Regions from separate parts of the Triticum aestivum genome. Here region 1 is linked to region 2. A link is a contact called in public Hi-C data. All regions are on one chromosome and are shown on one strand. The core of a region is the stretch at or near the end of the contact, and the rest is flanking DNA. Distances in the headings are between cores, read along the strand shown. Region 1 holds the start of LOC123097933 (tropinone reductase homolog At5g06060). Region 2 holds the start of LOC123097930 (AT-hook motif nuclear-localized protein 29).

What was found. Hi-C and Micro-C count contacts between places; a contact is called where the count stands out from the background.
Region 1: a contact with region 2 is called in a Hi-C map of leaf, with 4 times the contacts expected there. The contact joins the promoter of LOC123097933 here to the promoter of LOC123097930 in region 2. A contact is called at or near these places in 3 of 5 Hi-C or Micro-C datasets (all in leaf).

What each region holds. Positions count from the first base shown.
Region 1 is chr4D:362,795,002-362,798,247 of IWGSC CS RefSeq v2.1, forward strand. LOC123097933 (tropinone reductase homolog At5g06060) reads left to right here and starts at 1,524. Exons shown (of 5, transcript XM_044519780.1): 1 at 1,524-1,771; 2 at 1,867-2,074. The coding sequence starts at 1,668.
Region 2 is chr4D:362,144,955-362,148,195 of IWGSC CS RefSeq v2.1, forward strand. It overlaps LOC123097930 (AT-hook motif nuclear-localized protein 29), which reads right to left and starts at 1,461. Exons shown (of 1, transcript XM_044519777.1): 1 at 54-1,461. The coding sequence starts at 1,085. The coding sequence ends at 315.

The DNA of each region.
Region 1 (3,246 bases), core at 274-2,773, 650 kb after region 2:
GATCTTCCTGATGATCCTATAGATAGGAGCAGTAGCGGAACCAGCATCACACAACGTCCCAGGCAAGCCTTCTATCTACAGTGTGCTATAGTGATCTACAGTGCAATTTGTGCTACAGTCAACGAAGGATCTCTCCAGCACACCCCAGGCGAAGGCCCTGCCTGCCTGGGGCCTGAAACCGCCTCTGAATAGGAGAGTATTATGGACCGTGATTGACAAAGAAGAGATTACCAAAGAAGAGATTTATGATGGGGTGAAGAAAGGAATGTAAATTATGGTGGTTGAATGATAGTGTGAAAAAATGAATGAAAATTAAGGTGATTAAGGTCCTGTTCGGAACTTGCCCGCTCCGCGGAGTTGGGGAGCTGGGTTTTGGCAGCTCCATAAAATTAAGCTAAAGTTTGGTCCACTCCCGGAGCAGAGTTAAACGAGCCGAGAGAAACCAAACACAGCCTAAATCACTACTTGCCTAGTGGGATAACTTACCTTACGGATAAAGCGTGGACCAATAAAAATCGATGGAGTGTGTCCTTCAAAAACCGATGAAGTGAAGGGCTGGACGAATGATTGAAGTGCAACGGTTTTTTACGGGAGAGGAAATCTTTTTTTAGGCAGTAGAGATAGAGATTAGGTAGTAGAGATAATCTTGGCCATCACGATTGACGGTGTAGTCCTCCCGTTACAGCAAACACGTTGCATTCCCTTTTTTCATGCCAAAAGATAAAGAAATGATGAAAACGTAGCTGTTATAGGCAAAAACTATAAATTTAACCTGTAGACGAAAGGAATTCACAAAATGAACTGTTCTTGAAAAAATTTAACTCCGCTGACCCTTTTATGTAGCGCCCGATAGCAAGGCGTCACACTACACTGTGCAGCGCCTGACTGACAGACGCTACATACCTAACCAGCATCGAACCTCGAATTGTCTGAAAATTCTAAGTTAATGTGCAACGCCTAAGCGCCTAGGCGCTACACTGATATATCCAGTTAATTAAAAGGATTCGCATTTAGCAGCACGAACGATTCAAACAAGCACACGACACTCATGCATGCAGTATGTTGCTGTAGGCCCTACGAGGCTGTGGCCACGCATGCACGCACACGGCATGCATGCACGTGATTTGGTGATCCGTACGTTGCGTGTAGTGCGTCGATACACAATCTATACCGTATAGTGTAGCGCCTAGCTTTTAGGCGTTGCACATTGACTTAGGAATTTTCAGCCAGTCCGAGGTGTGACATAGGGTAGGCGTGTAGCGCCTGTTAGTCAGGCGCTGCACAGTATAGTGTGACGCCTAGCTGTCGGGCGTTACACGAAAGAGTCAGCGAAGTGAAATTTTTTCAAGAACAGTTCACTTTGTGAATTCATTTCGTCTATAGGTCAAATTTATAGTTTTTGCCGCTGCTACATCATATACTTTTTCCTTTTCTTTTTCGATTACAGTTTTCGTAACTTGTTCCAAATTCTTTAATTGTACTGTATGTGATAGGGTGCATCAGCCATTATGGCATTTCCCTCGAAAAAAAACACTTAATACTACAAGTACGCCAGGAGAAGCGACCGCACACTACATCACTGTCTAGTGTCTACCAGTACATCTCCGCTCGTCTGTTCGTCGAACAGATAAGCACAGAATCCGAAGAGAGCGGCGGGTGGTTGGCAGATGGCTGCGGCGGAGCCGTCGGGGTCGAGCCAGCCGGGTGCTCCAGGAAGGTGGTCTCTTCACGGGAAGACGGCTCTCGTCACCGGCGGCACCCGCGGGATCGGGTACCCCTCGGACACCTCTCTCTCTTCCCCAGCAGCGCCCCAAACCCCGAGAGATCCCCTCGATGGCCGGCCTGAGGAGCTCGTGTGATGCGCAGGCGTGCGGTGGTGGAGGAACTTGCGGCGCTGGGGGTGGCCGTGCACACCTGCTCCCGGAAGGAGGCGGAGCTGGGCGAGCGCCTCAAGGAGTGGGAGGCCAGGGGCTTCCGCGTCACAACCTCCGTCTGCGACCTCTCCGTCCGGGAGCAGCGGGAGCGCCTGATTGCCGACGTCGCCGAACGCTTCGGCGGCAAGCTCAACATCCTCGTGAGTTGGAACCAATCGCATCTTCATTTCTCTTCTTTCTCGTTCCTAGTATGATCCTACCCGTCAGAAATGCAGTACTGTATTATTGATTTTTTCTCTGGGAAATACCAGCCTGCTGTAAGTTGCAGTTAAGCACACACACACGTACTAGTTGAAATTCACCCCCTAAAATGCCCATGAACTATTCCCCATCCTACAACTGAAACAGTATTAGTGGAGATAAATGAAGCACGGAACATGGCAAACCAAACACGGAGCCCTTCGGAAAGTCAAGTACTAAACCCACTGGTCCGTGCAATTGCCCGATGTAGCTTGCGAGCTACTCCCTCCGTTCCAAAATAGATGACTCAACTTTGTACTAACTTTGTACTAACTTTGTACTAACTTTAGTACAAAGTTGGGTCATCTATTTTGGAACGGAGGGAGTACATTGACTCTCACCTGGCCACCTCTCACTATCAATCATGTCTGTGTGTTTATTTATGGAGCTTTCTTCACTTTCAGCATCATGTGTTTGAGTTGATGTGTCTTTTCTCTCATTGAAGTGAATATGTTGATTTCACAAAAACGTGCTGCAGACAGACATTCCCAATGAAATGATGTTTCTTATCTTAATAATTCTGCATAAAACAGTCGAATTCAAGATCTGAAAATTTGTAAACACGAGGTTGAATGAAATGTGTTGATGGCTGTACAACTATTACCACAGGTGCGAAAGCTGATGTTTAACTTTTGGTTCGTTGGAGAAGTTTGCTAAATCTCATAGGTCAATATTTTCCTTTGATGGTCTGAATAGATGGATCTTGATAAACCTTGGGCGGGCAACACGGTGCCGTTCAATCGGGCCCTCTTCAGTGCCACGACTTTGGTAACCCTGGGAGACGACCAGACAGCCAAGTTCTTGGAATCTAGATCGCTTCCTGGGAAGGTGGTGGTGGAGATTGTGCCATTGCTATAGTAGTAGGGTGAGATTCAAGAATAGCAAGGTTCACTGTGCTCTTGACAGAAACAAGTGGATTGAACCAATGCAGGGTGGAAAATAAATCAGCTGAGTATGTCGCGATGGATTGTAGCTTCTCCAAGCAGGTGTGGAAGTAGGTGGCGGCCTGGTCCAATCTTGAGCAGCTGACTCAGACAGGTACCATCCAGGGCAGGTTAGCTGACTGGTGGAG
Region 2 (3,241 bases), core at 211-2,710:
AGATGCTCTAAGAATCGATCATTGGAAATTAGGAGGCGAAAACCAATTGATCATTGGAAATTAAGAAGCTAATTGACGAGCAACCATTGTTCGTTGGGTTCTTGATACCTGTAGGAATTTTACATTCCCAAGCTTCAAAGACGGAAGAGGAATGAAAACAAAAAAGGGAAAAAATATACCATACAAGTACCCATGCATGACATAGCACATTAATTAACAAGATAATGGAAGCTAGGCAAACGACTAGGGAAGAAGCAGAAAGCTAAACTAGCTAGGTAGAGGAACCGCGCGCGCGAGGATTCGCCGGTGCAGCGCTAGAATGACGTCGGCGGAGGCCGCGCCACGGCCGCCTGCCCCCACTGCCCGAACATGTCGCTGGGCGGCGTCTGCGGCACGGCGTACATCGGCGGGGGCACGGCGGCGCCCCCGCTGCCCTGCTGCTCCAGCTGCGTGGCGGCGCCCTCCGACCCGGACAGCACAGCGCCCTCCTCGGCGTCTTGATCCAGCGGCAGCCTCTCGTACGTGGCGTTGCCGAACGTGGCCGCGATCACCATGACGGGGCCCGACGCGAGCAGCTCCCCCATCACGCTGCCTCCGACCACCTGCCCCTGCCCGCCCGCGAGGTAGACGGCGAGCCCCGTCGCCCCGGGCGGCGCCGGCGCCGGGAGGAAGGCGCCGGACAGGGAGAGTATTTCGAACCGCCCCCGCAGGGCGACGGCGGCCGCCCCGGTCCCCGCGGGCTGGCGCAGCGTGACGTTGGTGACGGCGCCGCTCCCGCTGAGGACGGAGACGCCGCGCTGCCTGCGGCGGGAGAAGGCCGCGATGGCCTCGACGATGTCGGCCCCGCTGGCGATCTCCAGCACGTGGGAGCGCATCGCGTTGGGGCTCTCCCGCGTCACCACCACGGGCGGCTTGGGCTTGTTCTTGGACCCCGGGGGCCTGCCGCGCGGCCGGCGGCCCGACCCCGAGGACCCCCCGCCGGCCGAGGGCGGCGGCGACGCGTCGTCCTCGTCGTTGTTGCTGCCGGCAGGGACGTGGGCGTAGGCGTGGTTGCCCTGGAGCGGGTGGCCGTCCATGCTCCCCATCTCCTCGGCTTGGGCTTCGGCCGCCGCGCCGGCCGGCCACCAGTCTGCCAGCCCTACAATTTTCGCGGTCGTCGTCGAAGAACGAAGATGGCACAGCCTTAGGCTAGCGCCTCCAATGCAAGCAGCGGCGGCGGCGGCGGCAGTGAGTCTCTGGTTGCTAGCTAGTGGTTGTGTGGTATGGGACGGAACTATGGGCGTTGGCGTTGCTCTCACCGGCTAGGAGGAGTATTTATTTACGGCTCCTTCTAGAATTCGCTTCGCTTCTCTGCTCTCGTCGGCGCGGGCGCGGGGTAGCAGTCGTAGTCGCACTGGCACAATCAAAACCACTCTGCTACGATCAAACGGGAGGCTCATCTCTTGGCTCCCGACTGGGTACCGAGGCAGTATATATGCACGGGCAGATGTAACGGCACTGGTAGTACGTCGCGGTTAGTTAGTGAGCGCGTGGCCCAGTGGGCAGTGGCCACATGCGTACACACGTTAAGCAGTGTTTAGGAGAGGGAGGCATGGCCTTCTGATCGGGTCAGGTGGGCTTTGAAAAAATGTCGTGCAAATGGACGAAAACGGAACAGCTGCGCGCCGAGAGGCCTTTGGAAGCACGGAGCTGTTTAACCACGTGCTCCTTTTGAATGCCATGGACGAAGACCACGGAGTCCATAATGTCGTGCAAATAGTCGATTCCCGCTTTTTAGTTTGGAGGATGTGTTCAACACATATGACTTTACATGCATGTGCTCAATTTGAAAATCACACTTCTCTTGTGAAAATACCAAACGTCATATATTAGAATCGACTAGTCCTTATAAGACCGGTAATTCAAGTATGAGCACGGGCTCATCTACACCCGATGAACAATAATTTCATATAAAATAGTAACAAAATTCAAAAAATTCAGAATTTTTTAGGTATCGACTGTGATCGAGTGTGCAAGGAGGGTGCAAATTTTCGTGATGTTTGGGCATTCGAGGATCTATAGGCAAGAAAGACAAAATTGAGCCCAAACAATGTACTTATTCAAAGTTTCTTTCACAACCAATTTTTGTCTTTTTTGCCACGACCGCATCGAATGTTCAAACGTCACAAAATTTTGCATGCACATCACACGTTCAAGCATGTTGGATGCCAACAAATTTCAGTTTTTTTTGGATTTTATTGCTATTTTAAACAATTACTGTTCACGCCCATGTGCATATGCATATGGGCACTGAATCGCTTCCTTATCAGACCGTCATTACAGAAACTAAAAATTACATGCCAATCCTCGAAGAAATCAACGCCGTCTTCCTCCTGCACTAACAGGCAGCACGCGGCCACCTTCACGTCTGGACATCCGAAATACAATCGAATGTCCGAATGTCGCCAGACGGAGAAGGAGCCACATGATCAATACAAGAAATGACACCGTCCACTCCACCAGAAGACACCCTCAAAGGCCACCTACATAATATGGCTCAACCAGATCCACCACTCTTGAAGAACAACAACCAGAAAATTCCCCTCCCACCCTCTACGACACCGATGAGACCGCGTCGGCTAGATGCACCAGGAGTCGGGAACCTTATCCTTGAACCGCATGATGCCACCATCACCACCACAACATTGGTGTTGGGGAACGAAATTCCAATCCTAAGAAATCCAACTATAGTGCCGCAGCGCAAATCCGAGGCCCCACTCTCTCCTGTTGACATAGCAAAATGCGGAGGAGGAGGGGATCCATGACCTCGTTGGCAGGAGCGGTGGCGTTGTGGTGCATAGGGTTTCAAGAGTGGGAGACGGCTTAACAACACCTCTGGCTAGGTTACCGAAGTCAGGTTACAAATCACATCTGACAATATTTTGAACCCAAAATATATAGGCGCTCAATTTATTTCGCATTGTGTACATATACCAAATTGCACACTTTCTTTCTAACTTTTAAATTCGACTATAACTTTTTGAATATAACCAGGTGAAAAATGGACCGGGATCCATCTATCCGACCTTGAAATGTTTAACTCGGTAAGGGGTTGCGTCAGGGTGACCCTCTTTCCCCTTTGCTCATTGTCATTGCCATTGACCACTTGCAGCAACTGCTTGCCAAAGCTGTTGGGTTCTACGCTAGGGTGCATAGACTGCAAATTAAAAAATTTCCTACGCGCATATCAACCAGAAACAAC